Linked DNA regions of Capsicum annuum: region 1 is linked to region 2. A link is a contact called in public Hi-C data. All regions are on one chromosome and are shown on one strand. Each heading gives the region's core, a stretch centred on a gene start, on an enhancer-like site or on the middle of the called end of the contact. The rest is flanking DNA. Distances are from core to core; before and after follow the strand shown. Region 1 holds the start of LOC107877274 (fasciclin-like arabinogalactan protein 21). Region 2 has its middle 56 kb from the start of LOC107878276.

The links. Hi-C and Micro-C count contacts between places; a contact is called where the count stands out from the background.
Region 1: a Hi-C map of leaf shows a contact between it and region 2, with 1.9 times the contacts expected there. The contact joins the promoter of LOC107877274 here to the enhancer-like site in region 2. A contact is called at or near these places in 2 of 5 Hi-C or Micro-C datasets (both in leaf).

What each region holds. Positions count from the first base shown.
Region 1 is chr7:195,907,070-195,909,769 of UCD10Xv1.1, reverse strand. It overlaps LOC107877274 (fasciclin-like arabinogalactan protein 21), which reads right to left and starts at 1,298. Exons shown (of 1, transcript XM_016723957.2): 1 at 1-1,298. The coding sequence starts at 850. It overlaps LOC107878277, which reads right to left. Exons shown (of 1, transcript XM_016725208.2): 1 at 2,496-2,700.
Region 2 is chr7:195,769,116-195,771,815 of UCD10Xv1.1, reverse strand. No RefSeq gene overlaps it. Among protein-coding and RNA genes, the nearest start is that of LOC107878276, 56 kb to the left of the region's middle. Within about 2 kb of position 1,390, at least 2 of the 5 cell types and tissues checked have an H3K27ac peak or open chromatin away from gene starts, as enhancers often do. A contact at or near this core is called in leaf, where this site is marked.

The DNA.
Region 1 (2,700 bases), core at 49-2,548, 140 kb before region 2:
TAAAAGTATACCTCTTCGGCATTATGTGAAGCCTTACAGTTCTTTCAAGCAACGGTGAAGGAGAAGATAAAAATCCCAAATTCGGAGGAGCAAAGATTGTTACAGAACTCAAATTAGCAGAATCTTGAATCACCCCATCAAGAACAGAATGCAACTCAATTGCAAACGAAACGAATCCATTCGAGCTCAGCAATTTAATGATTCTTGGCCAATCAACCAACTTCTTCGTAGTATCATTAGCACTTCCATTCGAAATTTCTTCACAAATTGGTGATTGAATAACATCCCGATGTTCATCCATTCTACGAAAATCCAACGCAGAAAAGACCCCGTTAACTCCCTGAATCGAAAGATTTCCTTCAAGAAACACATCAGGATGAGAAACAATCACATTATTAATCTCAACAACCCTCTGTTTTTCATCAACTTTCGTAATGGCAATCTTTTTTCGAGACAAAAGGGTCGTTACACAAGTACCATAGGACATTTTCATCAGTTCTTGAAACGCGATTTTCGTAGGGGAAGTATGATACTCCAAGAGCTGCTTCATTGCCCAAGAAGGAACAGAGAGGTTAGAAATAGCAGAATCTTGGATCGCAAAAATGGTTGAATGAGGAATGGAAAGGAAAATCTCCGGAGAGATTTGGAGAAGAGTAGCTAAGATATTGAACCCGTGATTTCGAAGAGCTTTAGAAGCGTTGGTGGTGAGTTCGTGTTTGTTGAAATGGTGAGATGAATCTGAGTGATTGTTGTTGGTTGATTTGGAGTGCATTGTGGAGGTTATTGCTGTGTATGCGAGGAGTATGGAGAGGAGTACGAAGAATACAGCGTCGCAACCAGAATTAGCCATTCGTAATTACAGTTGTGTTTTTGTTTTTCTGATTTTGTGTTTTGTGAAGATGAAGATGGAGAAGAAAGTTGGTTGAAGCAGAGAAAAAGAGAGTGGAATTTTCCCTCCTAATTACTACAAATAATGAGACTTACGCGTAACTGCTTATGTCAGTAAGAATAAAGAAATTATTTCTGCATTTTTTTTACTACAAATATTCTTTGATATTTCAAGTATTAAAGTTTATTATATACAATTATAAATACATAAGATCATATATCTAGTGATGGAGCCACATGCAACGAACTGGGAAATCGTTAGAAACTTATAAATATACAGAATAAAATATGTATAAAATTTTATGAGTTCTAAGAGATCTTACGGAAGAGAAAAATTACACACAGGATGTGTTTGAAATGGAGAAATTTTAATTTAATGTTTTATGTTTAATTGGTTAAAATTTTTGATAAAATTTTTTTTTTATTTTCTCATATTTGATTGGTTAGATTTTTTGATAAAACATTCTTCCATGACGAGGAAAATAAGTTTCTTGAACTGAGTAGTAGTTCACATAAAATGATTAATCTTCCAGTGACCCTGCATATACTAAAAGAAAAAAAAAATGATACTGACCAACTTTTGAGGGTCTTTATTGTTCGTTCAATAATAGTACTTCCTATACAGACTTATGACTTGTCCCAATTAAGTACGACTTCATAATGGCATAACAAAAGTTTTCAATATTTTTTTTAAAGATACATGACAATTGATGTTGCAACGTTCCAAAAAATAAATATTTTGCTGAAATTTTTTGACAAGGTCGGTGAGACCTGTGTTGGGATTGCAATTCTTCATCTGCAACGGTAGCAATAAATAAATTAAAAAGCCTCGACATAAATATTGTAAAAACGCGTACATGGATCCATTTTTCTTTTTCCCTCACTATTCACTAGGCGGGCCCCTATTTGTAATAATTTAATTTTAAAAATTTTGTTTATTCACCGATAATAAGATAATCTATAACCACACAAAATACCTAAAGCTTGTTTTAATTATAATTTAATAAGTTCTTCTTTCTTTTAAAATTTCATGCTCGCTTGAATAGATAGAAATAGAATTGAGCGAGTAATCTTTAACACTTAATTGAAATTACACTCAACTTCAGTTTACCATTGTCTTTTTCATGTAAAAGATAAAACAATTTAGTGTACTAAAATTTTCGCTGTGTGCAGAATTTGAAAAAAACTCGATCACAAGAATTCATTGTATATATTTTTACCTTGCATTTGTGTCATCGGCTGTTTCCAAAACTTGAACATGTGACTTCTTGATCGCATATCACTTTCTGGAAAATAAGGGAAAGTTCTTTTCTTTTTTCTAGCAACTTATTTTATGAAAATTGATTGTATTGGTTGTCAAATAAGATTTTAGACCAACTGATCCCACCCAGTTTTGGCAACATTGCTTAGGAAAGGGCGATGAGCCTTTCATGTGTTATTTTCTTCTATGTAATGACTGCTTTAATCTCAAAGTAAGAAAACAACAAACAAAAGGCTTCCATTTTCTTAAATGTTAGTTCCTGGCATTCTTCGAGAACATAGCTCCAATTGGAAATCAAATTTAAAGAGAAAAAATAAAAGGAAATGGAAGAAAAGAACAATTTTCCTTCAAATAAAAAACATTAGACAGTCCATTAACTACTTACACTTAAATTAAGGCGCAGTTCGCGGGAATACATGATTATATTCAGTCCAGTATAGTATTAAGTAATTATATATTCTAACTACTCATTTCTAATTCATACAGAGAAATTGACAAATTACTTATTTCTAATTTATACAGAAATTGACTAATTTAGCTCCAAACATCCT
Region 2 (2,700 bases), core at 141-2,640:
AATAAAGAATAATTTATTATTTTAAACTATTAAGATAATATTTCTAATGATTTATTTTCTAAAAATATTTCGCGCATCGCGCAAGTACCTATACTAGTATAATTAATTTAAGAATAAATCTATTCTTACACTTGATGTTATATTATCCACCCAGAAGATGGAATAAATTTGTCTATGATTATAATCCTAGGATAAATTTGTCTGCAAACCAAATGAGCACGGAACTAGCGAATATTATTTTGGACACGTTACAATCAATAATTTTCGAGGGGTCAAAATCTTTTGGATGGTAAAAATGAATTTCCATAATTGGACTTGCTTTGTTCACCGAAAGAAAGCAAGTGAAAAAACGAATCTACTGTTTGATTGGTGTTATGTCAAATCTTCATAATTGAACCCCTATTTATTGAAACAAGAAAATGATTTTAGTCCTTTTTCTTGTTCTTTTTGGTTTTGGATAAAGAAATGCTGAGTTGATAGGTTTATTTTATGAACTTTATTTCTTTAAAACAATTTTGGCATTTCATTGATTTCGAAAATTGACAATCAGGTTGAAAGGAAGTATTAAGCACACAATATTGTGAAGCCATGTATTTGGAGAAGGAAAATGCTAAAAAGGAAAAGTAGATACCTTAAAAATTCAAATTGATAAAGAAAATTCCTAATTTTTAATTTATTTTAATATATTCAGTATGTAATTATATATATAAAAAAAAAACTAGATAAATATTAGGAAATGTGAGGCTAGGGGCAGGAGTATGAGCCTATGAGATGGTGAGATAATGGCTATTGAAGATGAGGTGTGTTGGAGGAACAATCAATGTGAAATGTCAATTATACAATTTGTTTTCCTTATTTCCACTAGAAAAGCTTTTCCTAAAAAAAATATTTTCCAAAGAATTTAACCAATAATAATAAAAAATTGAAAAACACCAAACACACTTTTAGGGGGGCCGTACTGTTGGTTAGATGTATGCGGTCGTTAGTAATATAGAGTTTGAATACAATCTTTTCAAATTTGATCCAAAATCTATCCAAATGCCAACTTAGGACAACAATTTTGTCCAATAAGTGAAAGGAAATGGTTAGGTTTTCTATAGTCGTACAATATTTATTTTATTCATTGAGTTTTATCTCCCCGTGTCCAAATTCGATGACTCAATAGGTTAGGTAGCTGGATGATAATAGCTCATTTGCTTCCCAAAGCTTGCAAGAGAACAACCATACAATAAAATCGAGCTTGCGAAAAAGATGGCATTTGAAAAATGTTGGATGAACGATATCTATAAAAATCAACAACTTATATGTTCCATTACTAAACATAACTAATCCTCCGTATGAGTTATAATAAATTTGAATGATGTGTCAACTTCAAAGTTGCTGGCAGGGTATGCAATTAATACTAGTGTGTATTATTCTTTAAGACTTGATGGTTTGGGAGGAGTATGGGCTTCTGATGCATTGCCCAATTTGTCAAAGGTTTAACTTGTTTTCATTATAAAAGGTACACAACTTTTTCAATCTAACTTAATTACCATTCAAACTCTTTAGTTACTTGAAGGACCACACAAAACCTAGCTTGGTCATTTTCTACTGGAAAATAATTGAACTAGATATTTGAAGTTGGTACTTTTTTACTTTTTTCTTAATAATCGTGGTATCCAAGTCTACTGTACCAAATATTAAAAGATCATTTAATCTATAGAAATCTACTCTAGGATGCACAAAATTTAACACACATATATACCGTAAGGACTCGTTTGGTAGAGTGTATAATATAATATTAAATATATTGTATTAATAATACTGGAATTAGTTGTGCAGGGATTAGTAATACTGGGATTATTTTTTATGCATTGTTTGGTTTGATGCATTGAAAGTAATATGTATTGTTATATTTTAAAAAGAATATTGTTTGTTTACAAAAATACCCTCGACATATTATAACTTTGTGTATTTTTTTTTGCAAAAGTTTATTATTCTTTTTTTAGGATAAAAAAAGTTAACAATATAACTAATTATTTACTTTAGAATTTTAAGATTTAATCATTCACTTACAAAAATTATTTTTTTATTATCTTTTCTTTGTTTGTTCATTATTTGCTTGTTGTTCCCACTTTGTGTTACTTTTAAGTTGGGGGAGATACGTATAATTTTTGGATGAGACAATAAAATCATTATTAAAATAAAATTGTATTCTATAGTGTGTTAAAACTAAGTAGAAAAATTGTTTTAATTTATGAATATTCTATTTACAAAATTAAAGTTTGTATGCAATTTGTTTTCGGATTTTGACCAATAAATATTTTTTTGAGTTAATGGAGCAGTTTTTTATAACTAAAATTATTTGGAGGGATATTATTATTTTGATAAATTTAAAAGAAGTAACTGATATTGAATAAATTGAAAAAGATTAAGAAAAAAATTAAAGAAATTTGAGGACATTTTTGTAAATAATAATAAAATTTGTAAAATAATTTATTTGAATAAATTTATTAGTAAAAATATAAAAAATAAAATTAAAAAAATAAAATAATATTTAAAAGAATTTAAGGGATATTCTTGTCTTTACACATGCTAATCTCGTGGTATTAAAACCCATGTATTACTAATACCACCATATGTGATGTATTAGTAATACACCCTATAATACCATGTAGCGTGTATAATTAATGCATGGTATTAGTAATACATTGATCC